Regions from separate parts of the Mus musculus genome. Here regions 1, 2, 3, 4, 5 and 6 are each linked to region 7. Evidence: chromatin contacts called from public HiChIP or PLAC-seq and promoter capture Hi-C data. All regions are on one chromosome and are shown on one strand. Each heading gives the region's core, a stretch centred on a gene start, on an enhancer-like site or on the middle of the called end of the contact. The rest is flanking DNA. Distances are from core to core; before and after follow the strand shown.

Region 1 (3,478 bases), core at 642-3,141, 1.4 Mb after region 7:
AACGAGGCCTCTGTGCCTGCTTCACACGGGCACGGGACCAGCACCCCTCCCACCCCCACAGCACCCTTTGCTTCCTTCCACTTGGCCATGCCCCACATGGGGGCCCACTCGGCCAAGGTCACAGACTTGGCACAGGGCACAGGGACTTGAATTGGGGTCTGAGGGACACTAGGAGGTGTGGTTTCCACCACCATACCATCTCCCCACACAGCACAGGAGCCTTCAACAGCTGCTCATTAATAACCAGCCCTACCCCCTACCAGCCACCCTGCTGTTACCCAATCCCCTCCTTAGGAAGGATGCTGTCTTTTCAACAAACACCCCCTCCCTGGGTGGGGATATAGTGGCTCTGGCCTCACGGCCCTCTTCTCTCAGTGACCTCTGCTCAGGACATTGAGCGCACAGAGGAGAGTTGACTGTAAACTGCTTTATAAATGGCTCCAAACCAGTTCTGACTGCCTAAGCTCCAGATATAAGTGACATGACAGCCCAGGGCTGGCTACAGAGGCGGCAGGACTGGGAGAGGCTAGGACCTGGCCCCAATTCTTAGAACTCCTTCTGGGTACTCACACCTCCCAAGTAGGGAGGGGTGGAGGAGGCTGAAAGGACAGGGCTGTTAATATCAAGGTTCACTGGGACTTTGAATGTCCGTCCCCCTTTCCCACACCATCCTCCCGACCCACATTGTGCAGCTGAGGAAGCTGAGGTTCAGAAAAAAAGTGGCTCAGTCTCCCAGGCTCTCAGAGGCAGACCACAAGTTAGACCCCTGTTGCTCTCCCTATATCCCTGAGTGTCTCTAACTAGCTGTGTGACATTGTGATGTTCACTCCACCTCTCTGAGCATTAAAGTTCTACAGCACCTGAAATGTTCACTCCTCAGGGCTGTGTAAAGATCAAGAATAATCACAGCAGCAGACGTTGTTTAACTAAACACAACACTACAGTTGCAAATATGCCCTTCCCCGTCCTCCACACATCATACCTGGGTTACCACAGGGCTATTCGGAGCTGAGACGGGTAGTGTGTGTGTGTGTGTGTGTGTGTGTGTGTGTGTGTGTGTGTGTGTGGCGTTTTACAGATGAAAGTACTGAGTCTCAGGAAGATCCAGCACAGCAGAGCTCTCAGCAGCTGGAGACATGAAACAGAGAACCCAGGGCTCACCACTGCATTTTAAAGCAAGCTCCAACCCTGTAGCATAGGGTCTGTAGGAGAGAAGGGGACTCCAGGAAACACAGAGCGCTTGGGACGTGGTTGGGGTGAGCTGTGGATTCTGGCTCTGATCAAACAGGGCCAGTGCATAGATCCCATTGTGTCCCTGTGGTGGCTCCAGGTCCAGACATACGGCTTCTTATCAGCCACAATGAGAGATGAATGGATAAGCAAAAGGATGTTCCCCAGAGCAGAGAGAATATAGGGAGTCCAAATGGAAAGAACACAGCAGCTGGAGGCCAGGGGTTGATGCCGGGGACCATGAGAGCCACCTGTCCTTCTGCCCCCTTCCCAGCCCCCCTACCTTAGGATAGCATTGGCACATGCTCCAGATGACACCCCCGATCACCATGACGCTGCCCATGGCATAGAAGGTGCCGTAGACCTGGGGTCGATCGTGGCTCATAAGGAATGTACCCAGGGATAGCAGGAAGAGGCCCAGCACGATGAAGCCGATTCGGAAGGTCTTCTCATCAGCCATGGTGGCTAACCAGCCCTGGTAGCTAGCTGATCAGCACACCAGCAGGGGACTGCCCGCAATCCTCCTCAAACGCTGAGCAGGCTCTCAAGGAAGGATGCTCCAGGAGATGGCTGAGAACCAAGGTGATGATGCACAGAGCAAGGAGCAAACTCCACAGGCCCAGCTCTCAGCCCTGAGCCCAGCAGGGCAGGTGACACGCTTCAGTGGGCCCAAGGTCCCAGCCATCTAACTTTCTTCCTGCCACTCTCCTCCCCTGTGGGCCCAGCTGTTTGGTGATTGTAGCTCTGAACATGGGACAGAGGTGGGGAGGGAGGCGGGGGAAGTCACAGGGGCTGGGCCAGTCATGGCTTTGACATCACCTCATTTGCTTACTGTGGAGAGGGAGGCCAGACAGGCTTTGCACCTCCCATCTCTGGGAGGCATGGGTGGGGCCACGGTGGCTTTCAGAAGCCACAGCCTGACAGCATAGACACCTAAAGACACCTTCTCAAGGACACCTGATCATCTAGGCTCAACAGAAATATCCGTACCTACTAAATGGTCACCATCCTAGATATGTCTCCATTCTGTTCAACTAAGGAGACAGGTGCCACATTCCCGTTTCACAAATGAGGACGCAGGCATAGACAGGTAGCCTGCCCAAAGTCACAGAGCAACTGGGACCAGAGCCGAGAGGCTGTGTGTCTCACTAGCGTGACCCTAGTCAACCACAACATAGGTGAACACAGGGCCAGGCTCGAGCAGCCAAGCCCAGGATGGTCTTGGATCTGTGTCTGCGGCTGTGTAGTGCAGGCTCAGCAGCTGGCTTACTGTGCTCCTCTATAAGGGAGTGAGGAGGGGGGGACAGTAGCCAGAACCAGAGCTCACTCTAGGCTCTCTCTCCCCTATCACCTTTGTATTTCACACACAGCCCAGCAGTGCGTGCGTGCGTGCGTGCGTGCGTGCGTGCGTGCGTGCGTGCGTGTGTCACAGGGGCTGAAGTGAACTGGTGCCCCTGCAGATTAACTGACCAACTGGCTGACTGACTGACAGACATCTACTTCACTTGTCCCTGGTCCCCAACCTGGAAAGCCATCTTTATCATAAGAATGACTGTCTAGAGAAGGGTTTCTAGTTCTGAGGTGGCTGATGGGGAAAGTCAGATTGGCTTCCATAGCTAACACTGCAGAGATCCTGAATCACCACAGGTACCCAGAGCAAGGCAGTGGGAGAGCTCACAGGTGAATGGCACGGCCGTCAGTGAGCTCCCTGAGTCCCTGCATTCAAAGCTTTTCTGAATGGGCCCTACATGTTCCTCCCTGCCCCATCTGCCACTCATGTACCTCTGCCAGCATGCCTGCTCACTGGGGTCCCTTCCCATCACTGTCTCCCACCTCTGTCCCCTCCACTTCAGTTTGTAGAGTGCCTCAGGAACTGGGAACAGCCACTCTGAGAAAACTGCCCAGATGCCATGTCTCTGGTCACCTCCAGCCTCACCCCTGGGATGAAGTTAGGTTATGGACTTAAACTTTGTCGCCTGTGGATTGTGAAGTGGACCTTAGGCCACCTCCCCTTTTGGTACAGTGACATAATGGAGGAAAAGTCATTTGAAGTTGTGACTGGCAAGGAACCTCTAAGGGAGCCATTACGATCTTCTTAAAGAGGCTTGGAGACCAGAGGATGCCATGGGAACAGAGTAATCTAGGAGAGTCCCATCCTAAACCAAGGAGTCCCAGAGCCACCTAGACATGCTCCGGAGAGTCAGTGCTGAACATACAGAGGGGATGGACCTCTGCCACATTCACAGAA
Region 2 (3,483 bases), core at 379-2,878, 1.3 Mb after region 7:
CTTTCTCACAATACCCTTTCCATGCCTCCTTAGACTATGGAAGCAAGTGATTTCACTGCCACCGTAGCTTGTTTCATGAGACTGTCATGGGCTGCAGCTGCAGGACGGCTTGACCTTGTCGGAAGTAGCCAGCCAATTAAAGAAAGCAATTCTCTGTTTCCTGCTGGGATCAGAAGTAGACTCAGCAGCTCAGGTACTGATTTAAAGTGGGACTGTGCTTTTAAGTAAACGCAGAGCAGTATGTTCCCCTTTAGTGTGTGTGTGTGTATGTGTGTGTGTGCCTGTATACATATGCATACATGTGTGTGTGTATTTATAACAATAATAATTAAAGAGGACGAGGCCATAAATTTGAGGGGGGAGGGTTTATGGGAGGTAGAAGTGACATAAATACAATGTCCATGTAGAAAAATCTCCATAGCAAAAAGGACAATAATAGAACATTGGGCAAGAATTAGCTGTAAGAATAATCCATGTGCAGATTTGTCAGATTATAAAAAGAAACTTTTCCTCTTGGGTTTTTTTTGTTTGTTTGTTTGTTTGTTTTTTTTGTTTTTTTTTGAGAGACAGGGTTTCTCTGTGTAGCCCTGGCTGTCCTGGAACACTCTGTAGACCAGGCTGGTCTCAAACTCAGAAATCTGCCTGCCTCTGCCTCCCGAGTGCTGGGATTAAAGGCGTGCGCCACCACACCCATTTCCTCTTGTTTTTGAACATGATTAAAAAATGCATGAGTCTTGGCACCTTACTTAAGAAAAAGGGCATTTATTAGCACATGGAATAAGTGCAGATGTCAAGTCCTGCCATCTTAGCTTTGCTGAGTGTAAAGGTGTTACAACTATAATTTCTGGCTGAAACATGAATTTCCCAGAAGTCTAGCAGGGTAAACAGCTCTTCTTGGTTTGGCACAGCTCCATGCCCCAACTACAGAGAGTTGCTTGGGGGGGGGGGGCGCCATGCATAGCATATGTGTGAGCTAAAGACCAATATAAGATTAGTGTTCTTCAGATATTTTTGTTCTCTCTCTGGTTTGGGGTGAGAGCAGCTGTTTTGAGATAGGGTCTCTCGAGGACATAGAAATCACCCATCAGGCTGGGCTGACTGAGCAAGCCCTAGGAATGTGCCTGTCTCCACCTCTAGCCCTGTTAACTTATTTTCTGTTGGGCCTTTTCATGTAGCTTTATTACTTGGCTTTATTAGTTCTTCCTGCTCTATATGTTTATAAATACATCGATAGTAAAAGGTTTTTCAAGTTTAGCTTGGTTTGGGTTTTTTGGGATAGGGTCTCGCTATCGCCTTGGCTGTCCAGGTGCTTGCTCTATAGACTAGGGTGACCTCAAACTGTCTACCCTGCTTCCCCAGTGCTGGGATTGAAGGTGTGTGCCACTACACCCAGTGTAATAATATTTTTTAATTATGACAGAATATACAGAAATATTAAGTAAGTTATATTTTAGTATTCTTGTGTCCATGTAGTCTGTTGAGATCATCTTATAAGACACAAGGCATTCTCCCACCTGAAAGGAGCTTTGTCATGTGAAAACATTTTGAGTCCCTGCAAATGTGTTTAAGACAAAGCAGCTGGTGTGTATCAAATAGGGAGATGACATCTCCTGTTCCCTGGCAACGCTTTGTTGCAGTATTTACTGTTGCACAAGGACTGTGGGTCTTACATTACAATACTGCATGCTCCTAGGAGCCATAGTAAACTGTGTTCCCTGCTTTCAGGAAGCAATTGCAGCTCTAGCAGTGAAGGAGAGCCAGCAGCCCTGCATGCTGGGATCTGCGTCCGGCAGCAGTCTGTGTCCACCAAAGATGCCCTGATTGCTGGAGAGGCTTTGTCTCTTCTTGTTACGTGCCTGCAGCTTCGGAGTCAGCAACTGGGTAGGAGGCGGCTTATTAGTAATTCATTTCTTTCAGAGAAAGCCAGGTTTCAGTTAAGAGCTGGCATTGCTTTATAAAAAGCTCCTTTTGATGAGAGAAGGGATAGAGAGAGTGAGGATGGAGAACAGGAGAAAACAGTGCTAGAGTGCTTAATTCTGAAGGAATGTTTGAGTGTTTGCTGAGCCTTTTGTGTACATACACATCCATGTCCACACATACAATTCTACATCAGGTGTTACAGGGTGCCATGTCTGCTCTATTGGAGATAATTGTAACTAAGGAATTGAATCGCCCTGGTTACTAGTTTATAGTAAGTAAATCCTGCCAGAGTTATATATTGCTAGGTCTGGCTCTGTAATCTTTGCTAATGACTTCTAGTGGGTGGAGATGCTGGGCCTTAGTTCCTCAATATCTTTGCTCTGTCTTCTCTTGTTCTTGGTGATTCCATCCATTTTCACAGCCTTAAATCCACGTGACACTGTTACCCTCCATGTTAGTGTGAGTCTTCAGTCTGGACACCCTCCTCATCACCCTACTTGAGCTATCTCAAACCTAACGTGATCTTGCCCATAACACTCAGAAGTTCTACCAATTTCTGAGCAGAGCAGTTCCAGCTTCCTGCATGCTCTGCCTAAGAACCTTGAGTAACTATGACGTTTTACTGTCTCTGCTTCTGTTATGTGAGCGTGGCCTCCTTCAGAGTCTAGACTCCACCTGTTTGTACCCCTTTCATGCGTGCACACTGCCTCCACCTCTTAATTGGATTGAACCAATCACTGCTGACCTAATTTCTCTCCCTTCTCCTGTGCTTCCAGTTTATTCCTCAGGCATGCTCCTTCTTCAGAACTCCCAGGCTTCTCTGCTTATCCACAGTAAAACCCAACTCTTTACTAAGTCCCCAAACCCAACACAATGCAATAGAGCAGTGATTCTGTTTCTCCCTCCTTCCTGGCCTCTTTGCTATTTCCTCAGTACATAGATAGATTACTGCCCCAGGTCCTTTACACTGGCTGTCCCTCTTTCCTCAAGTCTCTGCACACAGAACACCCTGGTTAGACTTTCCCTGACCATCTTCCCCAAAGCCTAAGCCTTCCCCATGCCCTCACACAACCCAAACCCTTCCCTCACTTTTCAACATCATTTGTTTTCACAGCCGTCTGTACAGTACAGTCACTTTTCATGATACTGCCATCATCCCCTCTCCTCCAACTGCGCTGAGCTCCACTAAGCCAGAGACTTGTTCATTGCGTCCCCTGCTGGATCTGCAGCCCCCAAACACTTTGTAATGTGCAGGAAACTCAGGAAATAGTCAGAAGCAAAGTAACTTCCGTACTGGGAATTGTACTAATTGTCTAGTCTTAGCTGTAATTACTCATTTCAATCTACCACAGATAAAGATCTGATGGACATGGTGTGCTTTCTATAACATCCAAACTAATTGTATAAGTCAGAAGTTAAAATTATCAAGATAAACATAGAAATTAGACATTAATAGTTCCAACTTATAATTAATTAAAGTAATACCTGCACAAATTTTCTGAGAACAAATGAATTTGAGGATTTTTATATGGGAAGTTAAAATCATTATGAAATATCTTTTTA
Region 3 (3,264 bases), core at 391-2,890, 1.5 Mb after region 7:
TTACTGGCCTGCCAGTCTAGCAAGCTCCAGGTTCTTTGAAAGTCACTGTTTCAAAAAGGAGGGTGGACATTGAACTTTTGTATACACACATAAGCACACATGTCCTCCCTTGCACAAACAGGAGTGTTCGAGGTCACAGTTATGTCTACACATACACATATACATGCACACCAAGAAATAAAAATTTTACTATTAACCCAAGATAATGTAATCATTTTGACCAAAGTCAATATGAATATTATGAACATGTGTTTTACACTTAAAGGACATTTCAATTTGTGTAAGCTACTGACAGCTCTATCAGTAGCTGTCATAGCTGGGTAGGACGGTCGGTTCCAGTCTGGACTCCTCCCTTTGGAAGCTGAGGGTAAACAACCTCTCACTTTGAACTTTGATTTCTATTGGATATTTGAACTCCCACATACATTCTTCACTTATCCTTTGGTCAACAACGGTGTGCCTTACAATGCCCTAGTCATTATGCCACAAATTGGAAATTCAAAAGTGCTGTAATAACAAGGTGTTGTTTGCCCTAAAGCTCCATCTGTAGGAGGGAGAGACACATAAAGGGACAATTATATAAAAATGGAAAGAACTGTGAGCCTCTGAAAGAAGTACATAAACTTGGCTTTAGAAGTGGCACCTCGCGAATCTCTAGGCTGTGTAGTGCTTTACCTCGGTGATACAATGGGGAAAGAGCCTTCTAGGGACAGATTCACCGAAGGTGGAAGGTGGCGCTATAAAGGATGGCAGAATGGAGTGCCCGAGTCCGTGTCCGGACAAAGGTGGAAGGGGGGGGGGGGGGGGAAGGAAAGACACGTGAAGCAGACAAGGCCCTGGGAGGTTTGAAAAATCTTCAGAGCTTCCTCCTGTTCAGGGAAAGTGCAAATACCACCGGACTCAAGCTTCTGGCGAGGTCAGAGGTTGTTCCGCAGCCTGGCCTGGTTGCTCCGCAAGGCCGGGGCCATGTGCTGGGTTCTTACTCTTAATCTAGGGCTGCCATGCCGCCTTGAAGCTCTTTCTTCCTGTCTCCAAGCCTCCATCCACTTTGGGTTCAGCATGGAAGAATGCCATCAACGCCTCTGTGCTTTTTAAAATTACTCGACAGGTGGAATTCACCATCGCGTATTTTAAAATGGGGGTCCCAGCTACCCACGGCCCAGAACTGCTAAGGGGGGTAGTTCAAATGCATTTATGGTAAACGCCCTGAAAATTGAAAGGATTCCCCCTCCTGGCCATGTGCCTACAGAGTGTCATGACCTGCCCCGGTCAAGGCCAGAGGCTCTCCTGCCAGGGTTGCAGGGTGGTTGTCTGGAGCGCCTCCCACCCTGGGGAGGTAACCCAATGCACAACTGCTTGACGTGTGTCCACGGGAGGCACCACCCAAGGAGGAGATCAAGGGTGGTCCCGCTGCCTCCAGAGCGAGAGCCCTAAACCCCGCCAAGCCCGCCGCTTGCCGACCCTACCAGCGCCCCCAGCCCAGGTCAGCCCCTCCTCGCACGCCGACTAGAAGAGGGTGGAGCATCCCGGTTCCCGCAGCCAATGAACGCAGCGGCTCCCTGGTCCGATCCCCGGCGCGGCTCACCATTGGTCGCCGCCTGGGTCTCGGCCCACCGAACCTTGGCGACCCAAGCCAATCGCGAGGCGGCGGGCCCGACTTACAGGCTCCCGGGGCGGTGGCGGCAGGCGCTGAGCCGGCGGAGCGCGGAGCGGGCGAAGGAGACGGGCGGCGCGAGCCCGCACCCTTCCGCGCGGTGCGCCGCGACACCATGGAGCCCGCCGTGTCGCTGGCCGTGTGCGCGCTGCTCTTTCTGCTCTGGGTGCGAGTGAAGGGGTTGGAGTTCGTTCTCATCCACCAGCGCTGGGTGTTCGTGTGCCTCTTCTTGCTGCCGCTCTCGCTCATCTTCGATATCTACTACTACGTGCGCGCCTGGGTGGTGTTCAAGCTGAGCAGTGCGCCGCGCCTGCACGAGCAGCGCGTGCGGGACATCCAGAAACAGGTGAGCGGCGCGGGGCGCGGCTGTGCGCCGGGGTAGCGGTTCTCTGGGCGACGGGGGCGTGTGGGGCCGGAGGAATGGGCGTGGGAGTGGGGATCGCAAAGGACCTGGCGTGTGATGGGGGAAGGGACTGTCCAAGGATGAAACGGAAGCAGCAAAAGCACCGGGGCAACAAACAGAACCCTAACCCTAGGTTTATAAAGTGTCTGCTAGGTGCAGGGCATGCGCAGTGCCTAGAAAACGAGGGACCCTAAACCCTCGGGAAGTGCGCAACAGTCAGGTAACTCAGGCCCCCCACATTCCAAAGGAGGAATGGCCTCTGGAAGGTGGTTCTGGGAAATGGGGAGGGGGGAGATCCAAGTGGAGAGATTGGCTGAGCAGAAGTAGGAAGCTGAGGAGCACAGTCATGAGAGGAAAAAGGTTAGAAAGTCAGTTTGGAGAGGAGCCTTATGCAGGAAAGAGGTGAAAGTTTGTTTTGCGGTCCGAGGTGCTTCGGATCCTTTTACAATGGAGGTTTAAAGAGAGATTAAAAGGCAGGATCAGCCCCCAATTCCGTGTAATGTGCAGCAGATTCTGCATCCAGATGTAGTCGTCCCAGTAAGTAGATGAGGAGTTCATATAGGCCAGCCGGCACCAAGGCTAAGACTTCTCTTCACAGTGAAGCGTCTTCCCCCTCATCCAGGGTTAGCATGGGCTCCCTTTGCCCTCCTTATATTCCTCTCTAACTTGCATCAGGCTTCAGAGAGCGTCTGCTTCCTGCCGCTGCCCGCATGGCAACCACCCTCTTGTTCTATTTACTTCTTGCTGTATGCTGCAGACTGAGCACCACAGGCTTAGCCTGCAGGTGCCAGGCAGAGTGACCTCCAGACCAGAAGACCTTACCCAGGGAGAGGAGATGCAGAGGGTGCATCGATCAGAATCACTTTGCACCTCCACCCCCACCTGCACCATTTTCCTTGGGTCTGTCTGCAGGTTCTATTTGCCATTTATTTACCTGCTGGATGTCCTGTGAGCACCAGAAGACAGGACTGTTACCTGACGGCTCCCCTTGGGGCAAGAGTGTATTAGTGAGAGGTTGTTAACCTAAACTAAATGGAAGGATGCGCAAGGAACAATGGGGCCCTACACGCCATACCTGTGCCACTCGTGTGTGCAGTTTACAGTCCACGGCCTCCTGGTGTCTAGTACCAGTTTTACTAAAATGAGGTTCAAAGTGTGAGTCATGTGCCCAAGACAGCACAACCGATAAATAAGGCAGGCAGTCAAC
Region 4 (3,156 bases), core at 59-2,558, 1.2 Mb after region 7:
GTGGAAGCTATAGCTTTTTGAGTCAATAAACTACAGACAAAATTAAATAGGGTTTGGAGCCTCTAGACTCTTTTTTTTTTTTTTATTTAACTTACTGTGTAACCTGAGACTTGAAACTTACATCAGACTTTCACATCACTGGGAATCATTGTCCAAGTGATGGATGTGAATGGCTGGGGCTAGACTTGCTGGGCCATCACAAACCCTCCCCCGATTTTGGTGAGTGAGGCAGGCAAGAGCAAGCCTTTCCCTTCTGGCTGCTGCGTGGAGGAATGGATAGAAACTGTGTAGTGGTGCTCTCAGTCTCTAAGGAGGTTTGTCTGTAAAGGGGATGAATGGACTTCAGAAACGTGGAAGCAGAGAGAAGGAAAGGAACTGTTGCTTTCAATGTTTCTAAACTTCCCAGTTACACGAATAAAACATGGCCCCCCTCCCTCTTTCATGTATATGGGTGGTTTTACTTGAATGTGTGTTTGTGCAGCACTTATGTGCCTGGTGCCCGAGGAAGCCAGAAGAAACTGGAGTTACAGACAGTTGTGAGCCGCCTCATGAGTTCTGGGAATCAAACCTGGGTCCTCTAGAAGAGCAGTCAGTTCTCCTAACTACTTAGCTATCTTTCCAGTCCTTTTTCTTTAATTAAGTTTCTGTTCAACTTTGACCACAGGCAACCAGGGTCCCAAACTCATCTATTGAGTAGGGATAGTAATACCAAGACAGATCTCAGAGACCCAGCTCTCTGTAAGGGTATCTGGGAAGGATTTATGTGCTGGTAAGTACCACTGAGAATGTTGATGTCCTGCTAGGCCTTCATTATAACCACCCTTTGGTATTTTAAATTCACAAAGCTGTTCAGAGTCAGCCAGGGGCCTCTTGACTAGCAGCTGGTAGACCCCGCCCTTGACTCTTGCCTCAAGAAAACACAAGTGGAGAGCTATCAATCCAGCACCATTGCTTGGGCAAACTGGCTGGATTATCGTCACAACAGCCTGGCTTCTTCGAACGCTCTACAACAGTCCCTCTGAGCAAACTCCTCTTTGCAAAGAAAGTAGCCTGAAACCATCACAGTGAAGAAGCTGCAGCTTCAGCTTTGGGGCTCTGCTCTAGTCACAGCTGCCCTTTAGCCACGACAAGTCTCCGTGAACCCCAGAGGGCACACCCCACCAAACTGCAGCTGGTCACACTCAGGAAGAGCAACTCACTGACTTAGCAAAAAGGTCGTGGTTGGTGGAGCTTGAAGCTGTTGATGACAGAACTAGAAGCTGTTTACAAGGAAACTGTGTTCTTTTTTTGTCTTGATAAGCTGGCAGGTTTTTACTCTATCTGGGTGATTCTGGAGGGTTCCCCTCCTATGTACTGCCCACAAGTGCTACAACAGTTGGTCCCATTAAAAACTTCTTCCTGACTGTCTTTTATTGTTTCCCTGTGGTCTTTGTCATGGGTAGGAGCTAGTTGAGCTGGTTACTCGAAGAAAACCACAGGCTTCCCACCCTAGCTACCCAGCAGCAGCAGCTGGAAGCAGCTGGAAAGTGACTCCCAAGCCATAAACCTGCAGGGACTTGTCTTGGGCACGCTATGCTGGGGACATAAATAAAGACATTTGTGGTTTCCCACAGTGTCAGAATTTATTAAATAAAAACTAATTCATAGGCTGGAGAGATGGTTCAGAATATGCATTGCTCTTGCAGAGGAGCAAAGTTCAATTCTCAACAGGCATATTAGGTAGCTCACAACTACCTGTAACTCCAGATACAGAAAGGTCTGATGACTCTGGCCTCTGTTGAAGCCAATACCTACACACAGACACTTGTGAATACACACTGTTAAAAATAATAAAAATAAATCACTAAGAATCTTTCCAGATGATCTTATCTACTCTAACATGGCTAAGGCAAGTGTGGGTTCTTTTATTCCAATATGAATTACTAGTATTAACTCATATCACACAGCACTTGGAAAATGTCTCTGTCTGTCTGTCTGTCTATCTATCTATCTATCTATCTATCTATCTATCTATCTATCTATCTTTATGTGAGTTACAGAATGAGTATAAGTTAAAGAGGCAATAGCAGACTTCCAGAGGTTTCACAAGAGGGCGGACAGAAGTGTATTGATGACTTAACAGACCCAAGCCAGATGTAGGGAAGAAGAAAACTCAGGGTTGAGAAGGAAGATGTAGTCAGCTTCAGAAACGAAGGGGCAGATCTGGGTTCAGAGCAGAAAACACAAATTCAGTCAAGATGGACAAGTAGGAAGATGGACAGATAGCAGTCCAGTAGACCACATCATACAGGAGGGGATCGAGGAACACTGAAGCTCTGGGGAGAGTCAAGAGTTCTCTGTCAGTCCTTCACACACACACACACACACACACACACACACACACACACACACACACACACACACAGAGTGTTGGATGACAGGTCAGTGTGGCCAGGAATCACAATGCTAAGTATCTACTGCTTTGTGGGGTTCCATTGAGGAGTTATAGCCTTCACTCAGTCTGGCATGCCCAGTAAGTTCTTGGGCCTGATTGCCCTGATGTGACTCTTAACATGCTTGCGTGGCTCTAAAGTCTCCATTTACCCTGATACACAGACAGATGGTCCTGTTTGCCAGTCCACCAGGCATACAATCATCTTCCACCTTCAAGACAGAGGTGGGAAAAGGCTTGCGAAACGGAGTCTCCCATGGCAAAGCATTACCTGAAAGACCACCGTTTTACACAATAAGGAAGAACTCAGAGCAGGGTGCAGCCTGATGGTAACAGATTCCTGGGGTTTTAAGGTCTTGGCTCGTGCAGCAGTTAAGAATCGCCCAGCAGTCAAAGACCTCCGTAGAGTGGCTGGGGTGGATGATGGAGACTATTGAGGACTTCAGAAGAGTGAAAACGGTGAGAAGAAGCAAAGAGCTCAGACTACTAGAAAGCAATAGAATAAGAAGAACCAAGACCACTGCAGAAGGCAAAAAGCCAAGGAGGTCTCTGCATGCACCACTGCTGGAAACGGTCAACAGAACTCTTGAAAGTTGAAACCCGAGAGCCTTGTTACCACAGGATCTTCAGAGAGACTACATTAGTTGCCTGGTACTGGGCTGTTCACACACAAGGCCTAGAGCAACAGGCTTCTTACTTGAGTATCGAGAGCCATAAATCTCTGG
Region 5 (3,142 bases), core at 612-3,111, 1.9 Mb before region 7:
TCTTTCCACTTGAAACATAAGATTAGCTCCCATAAACAGGACTGACCCCCATTAAACTTCCAAACATCATTAACTATCCTTGGAAGAAGAGGGGATGGAAATATGAACATAATCAACCATGTGAGACAGAAACATCAGTTGCTTGAAAATATGGTACTATACGAGTCTGAGACACAGAAACATTTCGGCATCACATGGAGTCTCACAGAATCATAGAAAAGAATATGAAAGAAAACACTCCCAACACCACCACCTCCAATAAATAAATAAATAGGGAATAAAGGAAGCAGAAGATCGTGGCTAGAGTGGGCAGATCTGTTCCCAGAAACTCCTTAATGAAGAGAAGGATTTTCTATCTTCATCTTCCAGAGACGTTGTCGTCTTGGGTGCCCTGTGGCCTGTTTTCTCTAGCTTTGCTATATGCACTCGGAGACTAGGGTGGGAGCTAGACTGCATTTTTAAATATTCAAGACGCTGATTTTTTTTTCCGCCCTTAAGCCACAGAATGGCTCCTTTTTATAAAATAAAGTATCCCTTCTTTCTCACGTTTGTTTACCTTTCGAGGTACATTTCTGTCGAAGTCAGGAAACTTGACTACTCTGAGTGTCTTTCCCACCCAGAGAACCGCTACCGTGGCCACCATCTGCAAACAGAGAACACACACAGATGCACTGTTCTGCATAGAAAGACACACACAGAACTTCTGACAACACAGACCACGGGATGCCCGAGATTCCAACTAACCTGGCCAAGTCCAACACATAGCGAGGATGGAAATCTACAAAAGGGGTAAAGAAAAGGGGGTTAAAAACGGCCAGAACGTCCTCAGAGCACAGGGAATTCAACTCCCACACTGTCAGCCTTAAAATGCGTTCTGATTCAACCCACAGCGATGCCTGCCCCTCCAATAAAAAACAAAAAATTAAAAAAAAAATCTTAGATTTTGTAGCCTAGGGCGACCACTTGTCTGGTCTTGTCCTGTTTTTTTTTACAATTCCCTTCAGCTTCCTGCAACGGATTTTTCCAGAAAGTTAAGCCGCGGAGACCTCGTCAACGGTTTTAAATCTTTTAAATGACTCTTGAGGGGAAACACAAGACACACACATACAAACTTCTGCCCCGGAGTCTCAGTGACAGCGGCGACGGCGCGTGGGCGTGCGGCCGCGCCGGTCCCGGGGCTGTCAGCCGCGCGGGTCGCTAGTCCCTGGGCACCGGCCTCGTTGTGCCTTCCCCCTTCACCCCCAGCCCTGGCCAGTGCGGCGGGGAGCGTGGCCGAGGGTATCCCCGGGTGGGCTCGAACCCCCGTCCCTGCCCGCCGCGCCGCAGCCGCCGCCCGCCAGCCCGGCCACCTGTAGTTGGTGAGCACGCTCTTGTTGACCACCACGATGAGGAAGGAGCTCACGCCGTAGAAACCGGCGGCCAGCAGCTTCAGGAACACCGTTAGCGTTTCGGCCGGCGCCATCCCCAGCTCCTCCTCATCTCTGTGTGTGGAGGATTTCGCGGGGGCTTCTCCTTTAACCGGAGCATGCTGACGTCTGTGGACTTCCGCCATGGCGGCGGTGGCGCCGGCGGCGGTGGCGGTGGCTGCCGCAACGGGCCTGCGAGCGAGCGGGGCGGCGGAGCGGCGCGGCGGCGGGGGTCTGGGCCTGGCGGTGCGGAGCGCGGTGCCGAGCGGGCTTGGCGGTGCGGGGCGCGGAGGAGCGCGGGCCTGGCGTGGCGGGACCCCGGCTGCGGGAGCGGGCCTGGCGGTGCGGGGCGCGGGCCCTGAGCTCCGGGGCTCCGCGATTGCGGGCCTAGCGTGGCGGCGGAGGCTCGGGAAGGACCCGGCGGCTCGCGGCAGGGCTTCGCGGGTTGTGCTGCCCACAGCTCCCCGCACTGCCGCCGCCCGTCCCCGCCCAGGGGTTGGGACACTGGGGTTCACACCCTCGGGGACTTTGCCCTGGCATGGTGCCTCGCGGGGTCAGGGAAGGGCCGGGGCTGGCTCGGCGGGGCTGGGGACCCGGCATGGGCTCCGGGAGCAGCCGGGACACTGCTGGGGGACCACTGAGCCGGGCTGGCGAGCACAGAGTTGCGCCTGCGCACGAAGGCGCGCTGGGTCCCCCTGCGGGGAGCATGGGGGTTTTGCGGGAGCTGGGCTGCAGGCCTAGAAGTACCTCCCTCCTTTCTAACGTGTGGCTGGCAGAGAAGTGATGCCCCTGTTGCATCCTCAGTTATCCCGAAAGCTCTTTTTTTGGCCTCACTTGCCGAGGGGTCAAAGGTCACACAAAGTATCAAACATGATTCAACAGTAAACAAAGATTTCATTCTGCAAAGTGAGACCTCTCATGCTTCTGAAATTCTTTTTGTTGTTTTTTGCTTGTTTGTTTTAGCTGGTATATCCAGAAAAGGCAAGGATGAGGAAAGTGTTGCAATAAGCCGCTCCTGGAATAGTAAAAAGTGCAAGGTGTTTGGAGCCTAAAGCTTTGTTCCGGTTTTAGGACTGTTTGAAACATTCCCTGTGCTCTTAGGCAGATTCGATGGTCTCTGCACCTTCATCTCACGACCTCTGTTGTGTAAAGCCAGTTCTGTTTTCTTGACACAGTGCAGTCACACAAGCAAAGAATACCTGTTGAAGCAAGGACGTTACATTCCTACTTTTAGAAAGTTTTGAATTATTCCCCCAAACTTCCCATCTTCTTAAGTGTCTTTTTTTTTTTTTTTAAACTGTGGTAAAAATATCAGTTTATTGTTTTAATCCTTGGATGTGCAACTCTCACCAGGCACCCTCCCCAAAACATTCACCGTGTCAGATGGAAACTCTTGTGGGAACGAAGCAATCATTTCCTGTTCTCTACTCCCCTCCTCAAAACCAAGTAACCTGTGTTGTGCTGTCAATCTCTGTGAATCTGACTATTCTGTATATCACACAGATGAGCAATCGCACAGTATTTACCCATCCGTGACTGGCTTAGGCCAGTTACACAATGTGTTCAAGGTACATGCACCCTGTACCGTGTCTCAGAACTGGAATTCCTGGCAGCCAGCATGGCATCCTTGACTGTTGGTAACCTCCTTTGCCCGCACCTCCAGATGCCTGGCTTTTCCCCTTTCCTGAGTTGTAGCTAAATCAACAACAAGGCTCACATCTCTCTTTCTTCACTTC
Region 6 (3,475 bases), core at 167-2,666, 1.2 Mb after region 7:
CACCAGAAGAGGGCATCAGATCTCATTACGGGTGGTTGTGAGCCACCATGTGGTTGCTGGGATTTGAACTTCGGACCTTTGGAAGAGCAGTCGGGTGCTCTTACCCACTGAGCCATCTCACCAGCCCGACATTTCTTAATCCAATTAAGTTGACCATAGAATTAACCATCACACTTCTTTATTATAGCCTTGAGCCTAGTAGATTTTTTTATGTTCAAAATGTAATAAACTATATTTGATTTTTAGAAGCTGGAGACTTTAAGATTCTGAGTTAAGTATGAAGAAATATAGATTTATCAAAAGAATTTGGATAGTGCCTTAGAATTTTTTGTGATATAATTTATCTACAGTGGTATCCATTGCCAGGACTCAAAAAATTTTAAGGGAAAAATTTTTATTGCCATGTACAGAATTTTTATTTACTTATTTGTTGAATGTTTAATATCCATGGGTTGGTATTTTCTCAACTACTGTCTCTTAAGAATAGTGCCATTTATTTATTTTTTTCCTAAAAGCATAAATCTAAAAAAAAAAAAACAAAGCAGTTTATTTTTTACATACACAGGGCTTACTCTGTAGCCCTGACAGACCTGTATAGACCCTGGTGATTTTGAACTCAGAGATCTACCTGCACCTGTCTCCCAGAGCGCAGGGCCATGGCCTGTTTGGTTTTTGTTTGTTTGTTTGTTTGGTTGGTTGGTTTTGTTTTGTTCTGTTTTTCTTAAAGATGGGTTCTCATATTGTGGCCATCCACCTACCTACCTTCCCAGGTGCTGGACTAGAGGTGTAAGCCACCTGCATAGGAACTAATCTTCTATCTCAAAAGTCCTTGATAACACAGCAGAGTCCTTTAGATCTGGATGGGTGTTGGGGCTGTTTGGAAGTCTTGCTGGAGAGGCCTAGCAGCCCTGTGAAGGAAAGCCTTTGCAGAGGCCACTTACAGTTGGGCTCTGGCTTACTATTCCTATTTTGACTTTTGTGGTATGTTTTATGTTGAAATGCTAACCAAAGTAATAAATTGACAGTGTTATTTTCATTTGTGTGATTTACTTCTCACGGTTCATGCCTCATTTTGAAATGTTCTGTTGAATTATAGTAGCAACAGATCATCGCTGCTTCAGTCTTACACACAGGAACAACTGTTGTTTGTTTTTGACAGAATGTGATGTATTGGGTGAGTAGCTAGCACTCAATTCCTACTGAAATGATGCTGGCCAAGTATATTCCTTTGTACCATCAATCAATAGTTTACAATGTGTGTGCGCAGAGAGGCCCACACGCATCGGTAGTGGATGGCAAGCAAGTCCTCTTTGCTTCTCATCACTCTGAGCTTTATTTGGTTAACATCTAGAACAGGTCTGTAGTAAAGGAATTCCAAGCATTCACTAAGGGTTGAAGGTCAGAAATGATGCAACCTTGCTTCTCCTTCCCCCAGTGCATAGTGACAACAATCTGGAGAGAAGTATCAAGGCTACATAGCCAGATATCCTTACAAAGCAGAAACCGTCTCCACAGCCGACTGGTTTCTGCTGTTCTTTTCCTTGTTCCAGCAAATAAAGTTTCATGTTATAACTTTAGGGATTAAAATAGAAGATTTGTCTCAGGGTTGGAAGGGACCATATAGATCTTGGTATGTCAAATCTTGTCACTTAGAGGATAGTGACTTTTGGCTCATTATCAAAATCAAAAAAAAATTGTCCTCTTGCATTTTTGGGTGGACAATGTTTACTGTTTTTTGTTTGTTTGTTTGTTTGGTTGGTTTGTTTTGTTTTTGTTTTTTTGGTTTTTCGAGGCAGGGTTTCTCTGTATAGTCCTGGCTGTCCTGGAACTCACTTTGTAGACCAGGCTGGCCTCGAACTCAGAAATCCACCTGCCTCTGCCTCCCAAATGTTGGGATTAAAGGCGTGTGCCACCACCGCCCAGCATGTCTACTTTTAAAAATGTTCATTCTCTCTCTTTCTCTCAGGCAGGGCCTTGCTCTGTGGCTCAGGCTGGCCTCAGGTGTACAATAATCTTCCTGCCCAAGCCTCCCAAGTACTGGGATTAAAGCCTGCACCATTACACTCAACTTTATTTGAGAGACGGTTTCTGTAGGCCAGGCTGGCCTTCAGTTTGCAGCAATCCTCCTGCTGTAGCCTCTTGAGAACTACAGCCGACTGCACAGCCATGTATTTCTTTGTAACATGAGGAAGTATTTGACTGTAGGCCATCTTAAATATACCCTTCCTCACAAAGTTTCTGTCTTTAGTCAACATGATTCCCTTTGTTAAATATTGTTTGGGTTAGAAGGTCAAAGTTACTATGGAGCTACCTCCTTCCTTTGCTTTCTTCTTTCTGTCTGTAATTCCTTGTAAGTTAGTGAAGGCTGCTGGGCTTCAGGAGGAGAAGGATGCCAAGCAGTTGCTGTCACTTCCCCAGGTGCTGTGTCAGCCTATCACGTTAGCACTCCTGAGCCCTGCCTGAGTGTATGCAGTCAGTATGGGTACTGAGTACTTGGAAATAAGCTGTACAATCCTGGGCCAGTTGGTAGCCTGGTTTACAAACTGTTTCAGATTTGTTTCCTTCATTTTTTTGGGGAGTGGGGGGATGGATTTCTGGATTTTTGGATTTTCGAAATAGGGTTTCTCTGTATAGCCTAGGTTGTCCTGGAACTCATTTTTAGACCAGGCTGGCCTCAAACGCAGAAATCCACCTGTCTCTGCCTCCTGAGTGCTGGGATTAAAGGCATGCACCACCATGCCTGGCGTTTCCTTCACTTTTTTTTTTTTTAAAAGATTGATTTATTATTATATCTAAGTACACTGTAGTTGTCTTCAGACACACCAGAAGAGGGCATCAGATCTCATTACAGATGGTTGTGAGCCACCATGTGGTTGCTGGGATTTGAACTCAGGACCTTCGGAAGAGCAGTCGGTACTCTTAACCACTGAGCCATCTCTCCAGCCCTTCCTTCACTTTTAAACTGTCCTTTTGTTGTCTATATATTAAACAGCGTATCAAAAATACCATCTGGGAGATTGTGTACATTTGTAGATTTAAAATTAAGCATTTAAAAAAAAAGAAATTAAGCATTTTGAAAGATAACTTGGAACACTATTAGCATGTTTAAAACATTTGACCTAGATTCTGTATGTTAATAATTGCAGAAATAAACCTGCAAATTAGTGAACTCTTAGAGGATACTTTAGAAAGTCAGCTTTAAAACATGACACGGCATTATGATTCCTTGTCGGTGCAAAAGGCTTTTCTCCTGGCTGGCCTGCCTTGCCGCCCCGCCACCTTTTTCTGCTCTCGCTGGGTTGGTTGACTGACTTGAAGAGCTAATCCATGGCATTGCTAGTGTCGGTCTGATCCTGCACTTGTCTGCACTTGTCCATTCTCTACAAAGTAGACTTAACACAGCCTTGTGGTCGCTGGTAGGGTAGGAACAATCTTATTTCAGCTCCACAAGCCCCCTAAGACCTCGAAGACTAAC
Region 7 (3,426 bases), core at 521-3,020:
ATGGCAAAGCAGCCGTTTGCATAACTTTGCAATGCCACAGCAAAGCAGTTCTCTGCAAAGATGGTGGCAACATCATTATCTAATCTCTATCATTATCATCTCCCAACTATCCACAACTCTTACAAGATCCCAACTTCACAAGACTTCAAAGAATTTTACAAACATTTTAGGTCTTTACAAAAATACCCACTCCGTGAGGCCACGTGGCACCTTAATATAATCTGCCAACCTCACAAAAGGCTCCATCCTTCCTTCCCCTGTTCTCCTTTCTCAATAGGAGGGGGCCATATACTTTTCACATGTATTCTGATTGTCTTTCCCTCATAGCGAGTAAGTCCCAGGAGAGCTCAGGTTTTGCTCTTTCCTAGAACTCCGTTGCCCAGAACAGTTCCCCGCATGTGGTGAGAGCATTCAGTGTTTTCTAGTTGTACAAACCGGTATTAGATACACCAAGAGGAGTTAATCCTCGCAGGAATGAGGAGTCTCTCCCTTCTATTCAAACCTTCACTGGAGGTTAAAATGTAGAAAATAAGCCTCAGCATAAAATCCCCAGACTGCTTACCCGATATTTATTCAACAACAACAAAAGGCTAATGTTTCACTTTTAATTCCCAACTTGCTACCAAGTATTTTTTTTAACAAGAGCTGTAGTTCTGTTAAAAGGACGGGTAATCAAACCCCATGTGACTCTTATTAACTAATAAGAAAGCAAAGCAAAGTTTAATACTTAACTAGTTTAGTGCAGTGTGACATTTCAAAAGCAACCAGTTTTTTTCCAAAACCCCCAAAGCAGTCCCTTCACCAACAAACATACCCCTTGCCTAAGCAAGTCTGACCTCTTGGGGACCCAAAGTCGATCACCAAGCAACATTTTCTCCCAGACCCTGACCACAGAATCCTTCCTTGAACCAATCAACCTACAGAGCTAGGGGTTCTCCTAAATTCTCTGTCCAACCCGCTGCATTCCAGCGTTTTCACACACCCAGCAGAGGGACTTGGCACCTCTCTGCTATGGGCATGCCCCTGGTCAACTCCACCATCAAAGGACTGGGACAGGGAAGAATCTGGGAAAGGCAGGGACCTCATCAGCAAGGCCAAAATTGGAGGACATCTTAGACCTCACCCTGAATCTGCCAATTCTCTGTGACCTTGGGCGTGTCTCTGAAGCCTTGGAGCTCGAGTTCTCTCACCTTTAAGGTGAGGACCGCACCCGGCCGGTGCCACGTTAAGGATTAAGTGTGACCACAGATGAGGCTCCACGCAGAGCACTTGGCACCAGTGGGAGACCCCCTCCCAATTCGCGGCGGGCGCCGTGACTCCCCCATCCTCCCCACGCTTCGGGGCCCTTCGGACTGGGCCAATCGCCCAATTCTGCAGACAAGCGAGCTGAGGCATAGAGAAAAGACAGGGCGCTCGGAGGCACCCCCCGCCAAGGCACACCCCATAACCGCTGGTCCCCCCGGACCCACGCCCGGGCTGCGGCTCCAGGTGCTTGTGCCCCGGGCTCGCCCGCGAGCGCTCCACCTGCCACCCGGCCTCGCTCGCGCCTGCCCGCCCGCCCGCGCCGCTGCACTCACTCTTCACTTTGCCGAAGGTGCCGACGCCCAGGGTGTCCCCCAGGACGTAGTGTCCGATCTTCACCCGCCCGTCGTGCTTCTGCTTCTCAGCCATGTTCGGCGCACGGGCTCCCCCTGCCGCGGGCTCTGAGCGCCGCCGCCGCTACCGCTGCCGCCGCCGCTACCGCCGCCACCGCCGCCGCCGCCGCCTACCCACAGTGCAGCGGGCCCGGGGGGCGGGACGGGGACGCCCGGGGCGCGGTGGGGAGAGCGCAGCCCGGCGCGTGTGGACGCAGGCTGGGGGAGCAGAGCCGAGGCGTCCCGAGAAAAGCCCAGGGCGGTGAAGATGGAAGGGATGAATCTGAGCGCGACCGAGATGGAAGGAGAATCTGAGGAGAAGTGGGGGTGACGGGGTGTAGACCGTGAGCCATGCCTCGGGACCAGAGGGCAAGGCGCTGGAGAGGGCGGCCCGCCCCTAGCCCCTGGCACGCTCCCCCTAGCCAAGGTTTGTTTGTCTGGGAACGTTCTAGTCCGTACCCTCTTCAGATGGCGTCCCATTGTTTTGTAGTTCCTGGTCGTGTTATTGTTAGGTCTCAACCCCCAGACAAACTGCCAACGGAGACGCCTAGCATTAACATAGCAAAGGTGACGTGACGCTGGTTCTCTCAGCATCCCTTAGTCCCCACCTGGTATAGGGTCCTCCTGCCTGGCATACCCTGACCCCTACCCTGAACTCTCCAGCCCGGGGACTGAGCTGCCCCTTCCCTCAGGTCCTCTGATCCCTAGATAATTCAGCCATTTTGGCTGTGCCAGTTTCTTAGCCCAGGCCACCCACCCCTCTTAGGCTTGGCTCCTCTCTTGCTCTCCCTCCCTCTCTCTCCTCACATGGCCCTGCTGAGTCTGACCATGTGTCTCTGCCTCTGCTTCTGCCTGTATGTTCATTTTATCTATAACAGGCCTTCCTCATTGTGTTAGTTAAAGCTTTTATTGTTGCGATAAAACACCATAACCAGAAAGCAAGTTGGGGAGGGCAGGGTTTATTTTTTACACCTCCACCGCACTGTTCATCATTGAAGGAAGTCAGGACAGGAACTCAATGCATGGAACCTGGAGGCAAGAGCTGATGCGGAGGCCATGGGGGGTTGGGGAGGGGTTGCTGCATACTGGTTGGCTCATCAGGGCTGGTCCAGCCTGTTTTCCTACAGACCCCAGGACCACCAGCGCAAGGATGGAACCACCCGCAATGGGCCCTTCCCCACCAATCACTAATTAAGCCTTACAGCTGGATTTTCTCAGTTGAGGTTCCCTCCTTTCAGATGACCTTGTGTCAAGTTGCCATATGACAAGCCAGCACATCCACCATACCCAGGAGCAGTTATGGTCTCCTTTTATTTCTTTTCTTCATTCAGTTATATAGACAATCGTGTTATAGAGATAAAAGACATTCTCTTCAGGACTCTCAATTCTAACTCATTTGAACAAAATTTCCCAATAAATCATAGACACAGCCCTAAGTATATTTCAGCACTTGCATACATGTGTGTAGATATGCATTATATACGGGACAAGGGAGAAATACTAAAAGAAATAGGAAATAATTTACATGTGCAGGTAAATGTAGAACATAGACAAAACACAGAAGGGATCAAAGAATTGTGGGAAACAAAATGATGTAAAAACACATTAAAGAAATGAGTGTATTGAGGATGGAAGTAAAAAATAATAATAATAATAATAAAAGGGAATCCAAAGCATGCCCAGAGTGTTACCAGTGGGCAAATCACTTATGAGCAAGCAATCTCTTCCTCCCGGCTCCCCTCACTCTTCCCCTCCCTTTACTTAATGTTAGCCGACCTTGCCATAGCTGAAG

The links. Promoter capture Hi-C pulls out the DNA fragments that hold promoters and counts their contacts. HiChIP or PLAC-seq counts read pairs in DNA pulled down with a chosen protein or histone mark.
Region 1: a contact with region 7 is called in a promoter capture Hi-C map of liver, with 4 times the contacts expected there. The contact joins the promoter of Bsnd here to the promoter of Prkaa2 in region 7. A contact is called at or near these places in 10 of 39 promoter capture datasets (the 3T3-L1 cell line, the C10 cell line, cranial neural crest and 6 more) and 1 of 115 datasets of contacts at active chromatin or transcription factors (embryonic forebrain).
Region 2: a promoter capture Hi-C map of hippocampal neurons shows a contact between it and region 7, with 7 times the contacts expected there. The contact joins the enhancer-like site here to the promoter of Prkaa2 in region 7. A contact is called at or near these places in 7 of 39 promoter capture datasets (the 3T3-L1 cell line, cranial neural crest, frontonasal cranial neural crest and 4 more), 1 of 15 datasets of contacts at CTCF or cohesin (the NIH/3T3 cell line), 3 of 115 datasets of contacts at active chromatin or transcription factors (embryonic forebrain, extraembryonic endoderm stem cells and stem cell-derived neural progenitor cells) and 2 of 9 other capture datasets (embryonic tail and embryonic trunk).
Region 3: a contact with region 7 is called in a promoter capture Hi-C map of liver, with 2.8 times the contacts expected there. The contact joins the promoter of Dhcr24 here to the promoter of Prkaa2 in region 7. A contact is called at or near these places in 8 of 39 promoter capture datasets (the C10 cell line, frontonasal cranial neural crest, hippocampal neurons and 4 more) and 2 of 115 datasets of contacts at active chromatin or transcription factors (astrocytes and pancreatic cancer cells).
Region 4: a contact with region 7 is called in an H3K4me3 HiChIP or PLAC-seq map of embryonic forebrain, with 8 times the contacts expected there. The contact joins the enhancer-like site here to the promoter of Prkaa2 in region 7. A contact is called at or near these places in 11 of 39 promoter capture datasets (the 3T3-L1 cell line, the C10 cell line, cranial neural crest and 7 more), 2 of 115 datasets of contacts at active chromatin or transcription factors (embryonic forebrain and large pre-B cells) and 4 of 9 other capture datasets (adipose tissue, embryonic stem cells, embryonic tail and 1 more).
Region 5: a contact with region 7 is called in a promoter capture Hi-C map of hippocampal neurons, with 3 times the contacts expected there. The contact joins the promoter of Slc35d1 here to the promoter of Prkaa2 in region 7. A contact is called at or near these places in 1 of 39 promoter capture datasets (hippocampal neurons) and 1 of 115 datasets of contacts at active chromatin or transcription factors (embryonic stem cells).
Region 6: an H3K27ac HiChIP or PLAC-seq map of trophoblast stem cells shows a contact between it and region 7, with 7 times the contacts expected there. The contact joins the enhancer-like site here to the promoter of Prkaa2 in region 7. A contact is called at or near these places in 13 of 39 promoter capture datasets (the 3T3-L1 cell line, 3T3-L1-derived adipocytes, the C10 cell line and 9 more), 2 of 115 datasets of contacts at active chromatin or transcription factors (embryonic forebrain and trophoblast stem cells) and 1 of 9 other capture datasets (embryonic tail).

Annotation. Positions count from the first base shown.
Region 1 is chr4:106,490,352-106,493,829 of GRCm38.p6, forward strand. It overlaps Bsnd (barttin CLCNK type accessory beta subunit), which reads right to left and starts at 1,892. Exons shown (of 4, transcript NM_080458.2): 1 at 1,514-1,892. The coding sequence starts at 1,690.
Region 2 is chr4:106,388,468-106,391,950 of GRCm38.p6, forward strand. It overlaps Usp24 (ubiquitin specific peptidase 24), which reads left to right. Exons shown (of 68, transcript NM_183225.2): 35 at 34-193; 36 at 1,726-1,881. Among named protein-coding and RNA genes, the nearest start is that of Gm40218, 66 kb to the left of the region's middle. Within about 2 kb of position 1,629, at least 21 of the 459 cell types and tissues checked have an H3K27ac peak or open chromatin away from gene starts, as enhancers often do. A contact at or near this core is called in hippocampal neurons, where this site is marked.
Region 3 is chr4:106,559,398-106,562,661 of GRCm38.p6, forward strand. Dhcr24 (24-dehydrocholesterol reductase) reads left to right here and starts at 1,641. Exons shown (of 9, transcript NM_053272.2): 1 at 1,641-2,000. The coding sequence starts at 1,770.
Region 4 is chr4:106,295,658-106,298,813 of GRCm38.p6, forward strand. The region is part of intron 1 of Gm52671 (a long non-coding RNA gene); the gene reads right to left. Among named protein-coding and RNA genes, the nearest start is that of Gm52671, 4.3 kb to the right of the region's middle. Within about 2 kb of position 1,309, at least 29 of the 459 cell types and tissues checked have an H3K27ac peak or open chromatin away from gene starts, as enhancers often do. A contact at or near this core is called in adipose tissue, where this site is marked.
Region 5 is chr4:103,213,315-103,216,456 of GRCm38.p6, forward strand. It overlaps Slc35d1 (solute carrier family 35 (UDP-glucuronic acid/UDP-N-acetylgalactosamine dual transporter), member D1), which reads right to left and starts at 1,862. Exons shown (of 12, transcript NM_001356276.1): 1 at 1,350-1,862; 2 at 745-778; 3 at 557-643. The coding sequence starts at 1,552. It overlaps Gm46864 (a long non-coding RNA gene), which reads left to right and starts at 1,629. Exons shown (of 3, transcript XR_001784379.1): 1 at 1,629-1,683.
Region 6 is chr4:106,329,350-106,332,824 of GRCm38.p6, forward strand. The region is part of intron 1 of Usp24 (ubiquitin specific peptidase 24); the gene reads left to right. Among named protein-coding and RNA genes, the nearest start is that of Gm40218, 6.7 kb to the left of the region's middle. Within about 2 kb of position 1,417, at least 45 of the 459 cell types and tissues checked have an H3K27ac peak or open chromatin away from gene starts, as enhancers often do. A contact at or near this core is called in liver and trophoblast stem cells, where this site is marked.
Region 7 is chr4:105,108,128-105,111,553 of GRCm38.p6, forward strand. Prkaa2 (protein kinase, AMP-activated, alpha 2 catalytic subunit) reads right to left here and starts at 1,771. Exons shown (of 9, transcript NM_178143.2): 1 at 1,578-1,771. The coding sequence starts at 1,671. Gm36893 (a long non-coding RNA gene) reads left to right here and starts at 1,771. Exons shown (of 2, transcript XR_376484.4): 1 at 1,771-2,061.